Regions from separate parts of the Muntiacus reevesi genome. Here region 1 is linked to region 2. The links are chromatin contacts, called in public Hi-C maps. All regions are on one chromosome and are shown on one strand. Each heading gives the region's core, a stretch centred on a gene start, on an enhancer-like site or on the middle of the called end of the contact. The rest is flanking DNA. Distances are from core to core; before and after follow the strand shown. Region 1 holds the start of ATP5PF (ATP synthase peripheral stalk subunit F6). Region 2 holds the start of MRPL39 (mitochondrial ribosomal protein L39).

Evidence for each region. A called contact is a pair of places that touch in the nucleus more often than the background predicts.
Region 1: a contact with region 2 is called in a Hi-C map of muscle, with 5 times the contacts expected there. The contact joins the promoter of ATP5PF here to the promoter of MRPL39 in region 2. A contact is called at or near these places in 2 of 3 Hi-C or Micro-C datasets (blood and muscle).

What each region holds. Positions count from the first base shown.
Region 1 is chr21:42,299,047-42,306,236 of mMunRee1.1, forward strand. ATP5PF (ATP synthase peripheral stalk subunit F6) reads right to left here and starts at 3,175. Exons shown (of 4, transcript XM_065913465.1): 1 at 3,042-3,175. GABPA (GA binding protein transcription factor subunit alpha) reads left to right here and starts at 3,014. Exons shown (of 10, transcript XM_065913455.1): 1 at 3,014-3,123.
Region 2 is chr21:42,169,721-42,176,692 of mMunRee1.1, forward strand. It overlaps MRPL39 (mitochondrial ribosomal protein L39), which reads right to left and starts at 2,653. Exons shown (of 9, transcript XM_065913612.1): 1 at 2,538-2,653; 2 at 1,577-1,783. The coding sequence starts at 2,601.

The DNA of each region.
Region 1 (7,190 bases), core at 1,925-4,424, 130 kb after region 2:
CCCACTCCAGCATTCTTGCCTAGACCATCTTGTGGACAGAGGAGCCTGGTGGGCTGCTGTCCACAGGGTCGCACAGAGTTGGACAGGACTGAAGCGACTTAGCATGCATTGGAGAAAGCAACGGCAACCCACGCCAGTGTTCTTGCCTGGAGAATCCCAAGGACAGAGGAGCCTGGTGGGCTGCTGTCTATCGGGTCGCACAGAGTCGGACACAACTGAAGGGACTTAGCAGCAACAGCAATATGCTAACATGATTCTCCAGGCTCCCCAAATGAGTCAAATAAGCAGTCACACTGAACTATTAAACTATAATACTACTGCTCAAAGTGCGGTCTGAGGACTGTCAGCAGTAGTGTCTTACTGCTCCACTGTAGTATCAAAATTGGAAATAAGCATTTGGAAATTTTACAGCAATCTGACAGAGTTTAATTCGTACCTGCTGAATTCAACAGTGAAAGTGAAAGTCACTCAGTCGTGTCCGACTCTTTGCAACCCCATGGACTATACAGTCCATGGAATTCTCCAGGCCAGAATACTGGAGTGGGCAGCTGTTCCCTTCTCCAGGGGATCTTCCCAACCCACGGATCAAACCCAGGTCTCCCGCATTGCAGGCGGACTCTTTACCAGCTGAGCCACAAGGGAAGCAATTAAAAGTTTGTATTTTGTGTCTCCATTGTTTTGTCTTTCATCTACGAAATTTTCCAGTAATTCATTTTTACTGGATTCTTCAAAGATACCCACAAGGGCTGGAGGGAAAGTGGCCCTTTACTAGTGAGAGTGGGAAAGCATTAAGCTAGAAGATGAAGAGTAGCACTGCAGTTCTCTAATCGCAGTGGGGTCTCCCACAGGAAATACTTGCCGATGTCTGAAGACATTTTTGGCTGTCCTGACAGGGTGTTACTAGCCTCTAGTGGGTAAAAACCAGGATGCTGCCAATCATATAACAACAACAACAATAGCCTCCCCACAACAAAGAAACATTTGGTTCAAAATGTCAATAGTGCTCAGGCTGAGAAGACCTGAAATAGCACATGTGTGTGTTAAGTCACTCAGCTGTGCCCAACTCTTTGCAACCCCATGGACCATAGCTGCCAGACTCCTCTGTCCATGGAATTCTCCAGGAAAGACTACTGGAGTGAGTTGCCGTTCCCTTCTCCAGGGGATCTTCCCCGCCCAGAGATCGAACCCAGGTCTCCAGCCTTGCAGTTTCTTTACCAACTGAGCCACCAGGGAAGCCCATGAAGTAGCACATAAAGACTATCAAAATAAATCCTACAGTCTACCAAATATCCTTCACCTGCAGAATGAAAGAAAACTATGTGAATGACCTTAAGGTGCTACTTGCCTGGTGGCTCGGATGTAAAGAATCTGCCTGTAATGCAGGAGATCCAGGTTTGATCCCTGAGTGGGGAAGATCCCCTGGGGAAGGGAATGGCAACCCACTCCAGTATTCTTGCCTGGAGAATCCCACGGAGAAAGGAGCCTGTGGGCTACAGTCCATGGAGTCACAAAGAGTTAGGGACACGATTGAGCGACTAACACCCAAGGTGTTACTTAATATCAGTCTCACTTTACACATACAGAAACTGTGGCTTAGAGGTTAAGTACCCGATCCCAGGTTACACAACAGAATCTGACAGGACACAAATACATTTTTAAAATTGTGCAACTCAGTGTATACTTTCCCTTTTGGCAACATAAACACAGACAACACTCCACTATAGGGTCACCCTAACATCGGTTCAGCCCTAGGTATTCTAAGTACTTCCATATATATTCCCTCCTGGTACCCTTACAGCAATCCTGTTAAGAAACAGAACCAAGTATTCTACGCCTCCTTTACAGATAGTAAGACAAAGTGCAAGACAGTTTATTAAATTACTCATATTCCCACAGTTAATTTATTCTCGCAGAGGATTATGTTACTCCTACTCCAACACGGGGGAAAATCCACTTTCACTTTTCTGTCTCTATCATCTACCTATTAATGATTCCTAAATCACACCTAATTGTGCGTGGTCTTCTTCCAGAATTCCAAACCCATACATCAACACCACTCATCCCTTCATAAGTCTTATCTTGCTCTCAAACTCAACTTATCTAAAAAATGAATACATAATCTCATTATCAAAACTTGTTCCTTTTCCCGTTTCATTCCCCGCCCTCCGCAACGATTGACTATCTAACGAGAAATATACACTTCATTACACAAATAGGTATATCAAGTATCAACTATGATTAAGTCCTCTATTCGAGTACTATGCGAGGCCACGCACGCCAGCAAGCATTGGATACACTCAAAGAATTAGGGAAGCCAACAGCTAGAAAAGAACACAGCATAAGGAGAGGCCCTGTGCCGAGAGCTCTCCTGTTTACAGTGATGACCGGCCAGTCCAAGGTTCGTGCTTTCCTCCAGGAAACTGTGATGTAAAACAAAAGCCGCGTAACCAAGTTTCAGCACTACCAACATTTTTAGGTGGCGTCCCAACTTTTAAGATGACAATTGTTTTTTTCTCTCACGTTCTATTCTTAAATAGTTCAGAACCACCTTCCACGCGTCCGGGAAGAGCAGGCCTGGCGGCAGACCGGCCCCCCGGACATGACCTTGGGCTACCCTAGACGGGCTGCAAGTCCACAAAGCGCCGGCCTCCCCGCCGCCCGCGCCACCCTGAGCTGGGCCCTCAGAGCGGGATTTTCTGGCTACTTATTGAATCTACAGCAAACTTCATGGCCGAAAGGCGCCGAGGTCGAAAATGAGCCCGGGCCAGGCCGTGAAGGCGCCCCGGGATATAAGGTTGCTCTCTTTTCCAGAGTCCTAGAGGGAAAAGGGCATCCCAGACCTCGTGAAGAAACCCAGAACCCAAGTCCCAAGAGGCCACGTTAGTCCAGTTACCCTCCCAGTCACCTTGCACTCAGGGCCGAACCGCCAGCCGCCGCCGCCTCCACCGCCCCGTTCTACTTCCGGCCCTGGCTCCGCCCCCACCCGCCTACCCGCCATCGCAATGCATTATGGGCCGCCGTTTCAGACGGTCGACACTCACCGGACAGGAAGCGTCTCGGAGACACTCTGCGACCGGACGGCTCTAGGTGAGACAGAAGCCAAACAGGAGGAGGAAGTGGAGGGTAAGTGCTTCCGGGTCCTCTAGTGACGCCTCCGCCATCTTTCCTTCGCCCAACTTGACCCGCTCTCTTTTTCCCTCTCGGAAACCGTGTGCTGTACGCATGCGCCCTTGGACTGGCCTGTCCCTTAGTTCAGTACCCCCGGCCCCGATTCAGCGTCCTATTCCTTGGTTGGGGGTTGGGGGGTTGTTGAGGTATACGATTGTGCAAAGTGACAGTGTAAAACAAAGCGATCTGGGGCGTAGCTGCTCCCTTGTGCCTCGTGAGCCTCCGTTGCCTCAAGCGTCCGTTTCGCGCAACCTGCTGGGAGTTGTAGTCCCGGACCCGGGGGTGCCTGGGAGGCGGGAGTGGGGGGGTTGGAGTTTCTCTGCGCCGTTTTCGCGGGAAGGGCCCAGGGGCCTCCCACTTCGACTCGCGGGAGCTGCGGGTCTTACCGGGAGAGACGCTGCACGTGGAGCCCGCGCCGCTGCGCTTCTCAGCCGGCTCTGGAGCGCGGGCGGGGGCGACGGGGCCGAATCCGGAGCGGGTGAGTGCGGCCGCGGGGGAGGAAGCGAGCGCGGGCCCGCGCGGGCCGGCTGCGTTCCGGGGCCTTCTCCCCCACCGCGGCCCCCCCGCGGCCGCCTCTGTGTTTTGTTTCCGCTGGTCCCCGGCGCTGTGACTCCCATTTCCGTTCGTGGAGACTTGAGGGAGCCGGGTGGGGAGGGGCGGGGGAGGCTGTGCGGGGAGGGGCGGGGGGCGCGCGGCGCGGGGCTCCGCGAGGCCGCGCGCCCCCGGGGCCCGGGTAGTTCCTGTCACCTCTCGCCGCCCCCTCCCCGCCCTGTGCCCCTGCTCCGCTGTCCGCCGCGCTTCGCCGCCGCCGCCGCGGTCGGGACCTGATCCCGACGCCCCTGGGATTTCACAGGACGATGCCATATCGATCTCCTTGCCAACTCAGCGATGCGCTCTCCCTTCGCGTCCAGTGGTCTTTCTAGAATTGTCTTACAGTTGCGTTAAAGCCATCGGTTTAATGTTTATGGTGTCCATTGGGTTTCTTTTAGAAACGAGGAAGTGAGACAAGGAGAAAACGATGGGTTAGTGTAGCTTGTCAGCTTTTTAAGTTTGTTTTTGCAGGCTGGAAGATAAGCCAACAACGTCTTTGTATTTAGGAATCCCAGTTTGATTAGGTTAACGGCAGGGAGGACCACGCCTAATCTTGCATTGCTGGAGATTAGTGATTTAGAAATACTCGCTGTAGTTCTCAGCAGTGGAGGTAGCAAAGGTTTAGAAGAGTCCATTTAAGCAAAGAACTGAGCAGGGATAATGTTCTTAAGTATTGTATTGTCTTAATGTCAAAAGAAACTGGGTCAACTAGTTCGAAACTGGAGGGAATAATAAGTTCTCTCTTTTAGGATTTGATCCAAACTTTCCAGCCTTACTTATTTTCAGACAAATTCTGACGCGAGGTGGACTTAACGTCAGTTTTACCTGGATTGCGTCTCCGGGAGCAATGACATGAGGCGTGAATCGTCTTAAAATAAGAATCTGAATAATGAGCTAGGTGTTTAATGGAAGAATATGTGGAGGCTGAACATTCAATTAAAACTGTTGACTTTAATCTCCCTCCAACTTTTATTTATAAAACTTCGTCTAGAGGAAATTCAAATAATTATACAGTGAAATTGTGCAAGGTACACCTTCACCCCCAGAATCGCCAAGTTTGCCACACTTTCTCCACACTTGCTTTCTCTCCACATGTATACACACAGATGTCTGTGTTTTACTTTTTCTTAGCTATTGACTTTTATTGTTAAAAAACAAAAATGCCTTTTTTCTCAGAATATTTAACAGTATTTTTTAACTTGAGAAAAACTCCCAGATTACACTTATATTTATTTATCCTTCATTTACTTATTGTCCTTCACTATGAAAAATCATACTAAACTGTAAACTAATAACGTGTAAAACTAATAAGGAGAATAATCCTCAAATTTGTGGCTTTAAAAGATAGTGGTGAATATAACTGTATTTTAAAGAATACTAGCCTTTCCTGGAATTTTTAGTTAAATATAAATTTGTATTCGTTTTGTGAAGTGTTCTGAATGCAGATTCGATTTAATCAAGGAAAAACCAGTGTCAAGGGACATTTTCCTATGTGGAAAGTCTCCAAGTAATGCTGTCTTCTCCATTTTCTTAAGTATTGACATAGAATCCTGGGCAGTTGGCTCTAGGAGAAGAACTAAGACCCACTCAAGCAATGACAGCAAAGATTTGGACAGCTTGCCAAATGTCTCCATTGCTTCTTTACGCTAAATTTAGAGAATTGAGAAAGAAGATCAATTCAGAGATTTAAGTAACACAGTGTTTTCCAAAAGTGTATTGGATTCATTCTCCCCTCCCCCTCACCCCCCCCACCCCCCGCTGCCTTTGGCACCTTTTAGAGACCGATCTCTAACTTTTTTGAAAGATCACAGTATAAATTTCTTTTAACAACTCTGTTTTAGTGCTTCTGTCAAGAGGTGTGCCAAGTATCCCTGTTGATCAAAGCCCTTAGGGCCATTTCTCAGTCTCTGGTAGTTACAGAAAACTGGATTCGTCTTTTTGTGTGTGAGACTAAAGACAACCAAGCCAAAGAGCAGGAGAAGAAAAGATTTATTACTTAGAGCAAGAAGAACACCGGGGGATCTTTCCCAAAGCAGCATAATTGGGAAAAGTCTTAAGCTAAGGATATATGGATATTCATGAAGGAACTTGAAGAGGAGAGTTCAAGATGGGATTGGGGCAAAGGTTGACAGCATCCAAGGTTTAGTTGATTGAAGTCACAAATGTCAGAAAAGGTCAATATCATCATCCTTTAAGTTATAGTTGGTCTAATGGTTGAGCACTATAGGAGGGTTTAAATTCTGCAGAGCAGCTCAAGAAAGTGCTTCAGGCTAATCTTTACCATGGAAACAGAACCTGGAGTTTTTATACTGATTTATTATCTTTGCTATTGTTATTCCTTAAGAGCATTATTACTGAGATCTATTCAAGGGTAAGCATTGTGGTTAGGCTTAGATCTCAAAATGGCTTAGGAAAAAAATGGTTTCTATTTGTCAAAAGCCATGCCTGATCCTTCTTTTCTGGGGACCTCCTACCCTGTCTGCTTACAGTGCTTTCTTTTTTGTTTGTTTTAATTGTTTATTTGAATTTTATTGGTCATGCTGCATGACCTGTGGAATGTTAGTTCTCGGACCAGGGATGGAAGCTGTGCCCCCTACATTGGAAGCATGGAAGTTTAATCACTGGACCATCAGGGAAATTCCTAAAGTTCTTTCTTTTTTTCTGAAGTCCTTAGAAAATTCACTCATTTTAAAAGTTGATTATGGAAATGGGAGTGGACTTGCTCGTGGACCCTGAAAAATAAAACATAAATGACCCTTTTAAATTTTGTCCTGCTATAGGGACAGGGGAGCCAGGTGGGCTGCCGTCTATGGGGTCCCACAGAGTCGGACACGACTGAAGTGACTTAGCAGCAGCATAAGCCTTAGTCTGTTTCTCACTTTTTTCTGTATAGTTTTTATGCTTTGTGTGTGTGTGTTCATTATCTCCATGTTTCTGTTACTAAAGTTCCATAGTGCCTGCTGCTTTCACATTTTCTTGTATCTGCAACACTCTTATCACGGGTTCCTGTATTGGCTCCAGGTTTCAGCTGTCTCCAGGAAAGCTACACTTAACATATTATTATCAACCACTGTGAGAATGTCTCTGGAATGCTTATCTAAGGGCAAGATTGCTGGGTCATAGGTATAGTCACTTCATTTGAGCAAGTGCTGCTAGATGATTCTCCAAAGCAGTCAGTCCTGTCTGTCCTCCATCACCAGAAGCAGGATCCCTGTGCTCCTAGGTCCCTACTGCTCTTTTCAGTATTCAGTATTCTGATCTTTGCCGCACACACAGAGAATAAGGTGAATAGCTTGAACGTGAGCATCTCCTCTCGTCCTTAGCCATTTTCGTTTCCCTTTAGGTGAGTTTGCTTCTTTGCCTACTTTTCTAATTTGTCCTGACTTTTGAGGGATTGTTACCAACTTGCAGGAGTTCACTGTGTATTCCAG
Region 2 (6,972 bases), core at 1,403-3,902:
TATTAACAAAATTACCCAAACAAAAATCATTAAGCCAAGTCTAATCTGAAATTAATCTGTTAATTAAGTAATAAAATAATCTGCCATGAGCTACACTTAAATATTCAGAGACAAGCTTCATGGATATATCTGAATATATGCACACACAACTCAGAAGGGAAAATATAAAAATATACATCCACAGTAAGTCTGTTCTAGATGGATTTGGGGCCTTCCTTCCAAATCATCTCTTACGTCCCTAACATGGACTCTAAAGTTAAATACAACAGTTACCAGTTTTTAGTAATCAGTATGAATTCACACATAAGCACATCAGCTCTGGTCTGTTATTTGACTCCAGAATGCAACTGCATCCCTGACTAGATGTTTTTTGAGTACAAAGATATTCACAGAGGTGGTCCAACCACAGGGTCTAAATAAGCTCCCTAAGGCAGGGATCATGCCTATTTTTGCTTACTCAATTTATCTAGAGCCTACCACTGGGCCTGAAATAATAGGTAGTCAATAGAGGTGAAAAATTAAAAAAAAAAAAAAACCAGGTACTGAATGACTGACAGTATGAAAGAGGAGCAAATCTGAGGGCAGGGGTTACGCTGGGAGTGTTCCCATCTCTACCTGTGAAATGTGTAAAACTGCTTAAGGGCCCTGTCTGAGCCTCCTCTGTATTCCTAACACCTATCCTAGAGCAGAGGTTCAAGAAATGCTCGCCAAACAAGGAAGCAACTCTAAGTACTAACTCAAGTGCCAAAGTAAAGGAAGATTGAGAGTACTCACTCAGGAGGTCACCCTGAACTTTTAACTAACGCTAATTACTCAAATGGAATCATCATTGTTTTCCAAAAGCCTTATGCAGTCATATTCGAGTGAGAATGCAGGACTTACAGATCGACTTTTTTGTTCTGAATTTAAACATTACCAGTTCTATCAAAGTTACAAAAGAATTCTGATCGAAAATAACATAGAGGCCCTTACTCCCTTCATTTCCAAACCAGATCACACACAAGGCCTTATTATCTTCTTTAATATATGAACATAAGAAGTATTTTTACTCCAATCACACTCACGCCATGCACTCACACATTTACTACATATAAACAAAGACACAACATATACACAAGGCAAGCAGTGAGCAGATAAAAGGGTTAAGTTAGATACAAAAGAGCAGGAAAGGAAAAGGAGGCCAAAAAAATAGCTGATCATCTGAGGTCAGGGCAGTCCCTCTGTCTCAAAATCCTCTAAGGGGACTCACATGATGACTGCCCTCTTTACACCAAGAGTGTCTCTAAAAACGGCAAGCACAAGAGTAGTTAAGCTTTCAGGTCTGCCTTCTTCAGGAAGCTGTGACAGCACTCTAAACTCAGCCAGATTCAAGCAAGTCCCAGGACAACCTGTGCATTACAATACCCACCTTACCCGACCCCTAGTATCCTCAACAGCTAAGTCAACAGCGAACACACAGTAAGATGCTAGATACGGGGGAGTTCAGGGAGCCATTACAACATCTTGTCGCCTCTGCACCAGTTTTTCCCCTTTCTTATTTAAAATCATCAAAACGGGACCCTGATCCGTTACTTACGCATGGCACAGCTATAAGGAGTGGAAACGTTTTTATTCAACACAAAGATAGTGCCAGGGTCAGTTTTCCCAACGTGTTTCACTTCGATCTTCTCAGTTCGGGGAGTGAGTGACAGCTGCCTGTTTTTCTCTTTGTTAAAGAGATCATTCTGCATTTCTATCAGTTCGGTCGGTGATAGCTGAGAAGCAGGTGATGTGGCCACAGACCCTGTGAGGAAGTTACAATAAACGTGAATACTGACAAAAGAGGTGAACATCCTCCCGCCATCGCCCTCCTCCAGTCGGGAAAGAATAGAAGGCAAGGGGATTTTCAACGCTATTCGCTGAAATGAGCTCAGAGGTCCACTTTCTAACATTAATTAAAACGCCAACGGAAGAGATGGCAGCTTGCCTAGATCTGCACCTTTACTTCCACTTTGCCTTGACCATCAGATCTCCAATTCTCACCAGTTTCTCCGTCGAATTCCAATCTGTGCTTTACAAACAATAAGGGGCAAGAAAAAGGTAACCAGGAAATGGAGTCAAAAAGCAGACCAGCCAAGGCAAAGTTGAGCAAAGTTTCTCGCGTTGAAAAGGTCTTGGGGACAAGAAAGTTCCAAGAGACTGAAGGTCCCACGCCAAATCGCTCCATATCTAGAGGGAGATATGCTGTTTTTTTGGTTTGTTTTGTTTTTCCGGGAACCCCAAATCAGAGGATTTGGCAAGGCGTGCACGAGTTCAATGGGAAAACGGACACTTATGCACCAGAACGTGGTCTCCCTCTCAGGGGGCGCCCCAAGCTTCTCCCGCGGCCCTTCCCCTCATCTCCCCGAGATTTGGACCCCAAGGCCGGGAGGGGCGGCGGCTTTAAACACCCGCCTCCTCCCGCCCCCCCTCCCCGCTAGGACCCGCCTGGGGCCCAGTCTGAACAGCCACCGTCCTCTAAGCCTCCCTCCTCGTCCCCACGGCCGCTGATAACTCACTCCAGGCAGCCCCGCCGCTGGGGGCGGCCCGCCAGAGCCGCAGCCCCCAGACCACCACCGCCATTGCCTGCTCCGCGACGGTAGGAACCTCCGCGCGCAGGTCCTTCCCCGTCCTCTTCCCCGGAAACTCCGAGCGCGCACTCTGGGTTCCGCGCGACAGTTTCGTTCCGGGCCCTGCTCTCGGAAGGCACCCGCCGCTAGGGGGCGCGCTCAAGCCTCGCTGAGGGTCAGTCGCCGGAGGTCCGGCGTCTGGATCCGGGTTTGTTCCGGGAGCGCGGAGGGTGATTCGAGGGCCCTGGGCTCCGCAGGTGGGACTAACGTCTGGTTTGGAGACGCAGAGCCCGACACGTGTTGCCACCCTCCGTCCGCCGCGGGTTCGAGCCTGGCTGGCTAGCGAAACCCTTAGTGCTCACAAAACACGCTTCTGGGGAGAAAAATCGAGGGAAGGTGGCTTCTGTTTACTCTAACTTTCATGCAGCCCGGCCGACCACGCCGATGGCATCCTCTGCTGTGGCTTAACTCTCGGTTTTGTAAGGCTTAGTTCTTAGGGCGACTTGAGCGAGTCTGCACCCGCTTTCTCTTTGTTCTTTTCAGGCGCTAAGTCGTGTCCTACTCTTTGCGACCCCACGAACTGCAGCACGCCAGGCCTCCCTGTCCTTCACCATCTCAGGGGGTTTGCTTAAACTCATGCGCATTGAGTCAGTGATGCCATCCAATCATCTTGTCCTCTGTCGTACCCTTCTCCTCCGACCTTCGATATTTCCGAGCATCAGGGTCTTTTCTAGTGAGTTGCCTCTTTGCATCAAGTGGCCCAAGTGTTAGAGCTTCAGTTTCAGCATCAGTCCTTTCAATGACTATTCAGGATTAATTTCCTTAGAATTGACTTGTTTGATCGCCTTGCAGTCCAAGGGACTCTCCAGAGTCTTCTCCAACACCACAGTTCAAAAGAATCAATTCTTCAGCGGTCAGCCTGCTTTATGGTCCAACTCTCACATCTGTACATGACTACTGGAAGAACCATAGCTTTGACTACACAGACCTTTCTCTGCAAGGCGTTTGCCTGTATTTAACCAAAGTAATATAGACCTCAAAACACCTCCTGTTGACTTGGAGGGAATTTTGTAATCCATAGAGTGCTTTACAAATTATCTAGATTAGTTTATATACTATACAACTCCTGCTGCTAAGTCGCTTCAGTCGTGTCTGACTCTGTGCGACCCCATAGACGGCAGCCCACCAGGCTCCCCCGTCGCTGGGATTCTCCAGGCAAGAACACTGGAGTGGGTTGCCATTGCCTTCTCCCATACTATATAGAGAGCATGGTAAAAGGAACGCATGTTAAAGGGTGGAATTTTTGTCTCCTGTTCACTGGTGAACCCTAAGCGCCCAGAATGCTGCGTGGCCCACAATGGGTGCCAATGTCTATTTGCTGAATGGATGAGTGTGCTTGCATTCAGCGTGGTGTCTGATTCCTTTCTCGCACTGGGATGTTGCCGCTATTGAAGTAAGCCTTCTAGAGGTAAAGTATGGAAATACTGTTATTCAAAGTTGTTCACTGCTACGGCTTTATTTAATTCGTGTAAATTAACAACCCGCTCCATAGTCTTGCCTGGAGAATTCCATGGACAGAAGAGCCTGGTGGGCTTCAATCCATGGAGTCGCAAAGAGCGAATGAGCCACCAGCACTGACTTCGCTGAGAAATTCAGGCCTCGCATTTTCCCCATCTGCTCCTTGACTTGCTATTGAAACATACCAGCACCAGAGGGCGGTACTGACCAAGGAACAGATGGCTCCGTCAGGCTGCCTCCAGTGGGGGAAATTGGGCGGGGGTCACAAGGTACAAAGTTGTAAGATGAGTAGGTACTGGGGATGTAATGTACAACATGATGTCTGGAATCAACAGTGCTATATGGTGTATTTGAAAGTTTCCAGAGAGGAAGTTATTAAAGTCCTCATCACAAGGGAAGACTGTTGTGTTTTTGAAACTATGTGAGGTGATGGATGTTAATTAAACATTGTGGTAATCATTTTGCATTACATATATATATATATATAATCACTATGCTGTACACCTTAGACAGTGCTGTAAATTAGCTATAAAAACTGGAAGAAAAAAGTTACTCTGTTCCTTGACAGATCTGTCTCCTTGGCCCAAATTTTACATTCACAATTGCACAGGGTAATTATCTTCAATTTTTAAAGGAGAAGTGTAAGTGTCCTACCTTGAATTTATACCCTGTCCGAGTTTTACTCATTTAAGATTCTGTTTCAAAGCATGAAATATACATATGTCAATATATGTGTGTGATGTGTATGTATGGGGGAGGTGTATCCTTTGCTTCCTCCTTAAATCTTGGCGATCTTTGTTTGACTAGTAAAGCTATCTTTCTGGTGAAACTGTTTCACTAGAGTTTGTCCCCATTTAACCCCATCTAGTTGCCTTCAGAAGAGCAATACTTAAAGCTACAGAATGTAAATTTAAGCAAGTTTAATCACAAATTGCATTGGAAGCAGTAATTGGAAGTCACAAGTATCATAGATATTAATTTGGTTGGAAGGATGTTGGTGATGATAATGTCCAACAAATACTCAACCTATCGCAAGGCATGTTGAACACACCAATGAATCAGTCACAACTGACTCACACAATAACCATAATAATCTTCACTTTCTAAGGGGGGGTGCAGTTTTAGAGAACTTGAGAGACCTACCTGAGATGGATCTTTGGTCAAGAATCCCCCCAAATATGTCTTTATCCTAATTGAGAACACAGGATTCAGTTTGAATGGGGGCTCTCATTGTACAAATTTAGGATAGTTTAAATAACAGAAAGAAAAATGATGAAGGATTATAATGTTATTTGTGTTAGAAATCCATGAACCTGTGGTGATACTCAAAACTAAATGGGAGCAGAGAGTGGAGAAGATGTTTTCTTTACAAAAAAAATGCCAGAGTAGGAATGACAGACCGGGGGAGAGCAGCCATCCCACGAGCAGCAGTGCAGAGATTCGTTCCGGAAGGGATCATCCATGGATACTAAGAGCAACGGGGAAAGCTTGTCGAGGCTCAAGATACTCACAAATATTGCCCCATAGATTACCCACAAAATATAAAGGGATAAAGGAAACTTTTCGGTGGAGAAACCCAGTGGATACCACCTTAACATAATAGTCAAACCTGTCGCCACACAAATTGAGACAATCTAACATTGTCTGTGCCTCCCAGTTGTGAAATAAACCACATCACCAATGAAGTATTCCTACTGTAAATGTTGACCCTGAATCTAAAGAAGTAAGAGGAAGAAAAATCAGATATGTTCAAAAAATGATACATTTTTTTTAAAAGCAGCTGGCTTGAACTCTTCGAAAATAACAATTTCAATACCCCGTGTGAAAGATAACTAGAGAACCTACTGTGTGGCTCAAGGAACTCTGCTCAATGCAGTGTGGTGACTACATGGGGAGAAAGAGAAGGGATGCGTGTATAGGCACAGCTGAGGCACTTTGCTGTACGGTAGAGGCTAACAAAACCCTGTGAAGCAACTATACTCCAATAAAAATTAACTTTAAAATGTGTATATGCCAGTTTCATGGAAGAGGGACCAAAAAAGTTCAAGGACCTGCTTTAAATTAAAGGACAGGAGAGAGACATGCAGCTAATACCTGTTTGATCCTTGCTTGGATCCTGGATCAGAAAAGAAAAAAATGTACAAAGGATATGATTATGAAAGCAATTTGAATAAGAACTGCATGCTAAATAATATTCTTGTATCAATGTTATATTTGTGGATATAATCATTGTACTGATAGAGGAGAAAGACCCTTTTCTTCGGATATAATGTTGAACTATTTATGAGTGCAGCATCCTTATGCTGGTTAGTTACTCTCAAATGGTCCAGCAAACATCGAGGGGGCAAGAGCAATTAAACAAATGTGGGAGCAAATGCAACCAACCGGTGAGGTTAAGTGAGGTGTTGACGGTCCCACTCTTCAAACTTTACTCTCAAATTTTTCCAAATAGAATGTTGGGGGAGTGACCACAGTAGTTTTCAACCACAGAAGTTGGTTCTGCTCAGACTGCATTTCTGGGGCAGCTGCGGGAGTCTTTCCAACCTTATTTATCCCAGATTTCAAGCTGTAGAAGTGTTACTGAAACTGGGGTCCGATGCTCTCCGCTCAAAAGCCAATAGAGAAGCCAGGTCGATGGACAGGAAAGTTTGCTTAATTTCAGATGCCAGCAACTCGGGACTGGGGGGGAGGGGGGTACTCGTGTCCAAAGGCCAACTTCCCCCACTAACAATCAAGGGACAAGAGCCTTTACAGCTGAGGGAGGGGTCTACATGCAGAAACATCACAGTCAGCTCCAACAGTCATCTTGAAACTGGTCATCGGTGGTCTGACCAAGCATCATTGTGATTGTTTTAAATACAGTTAA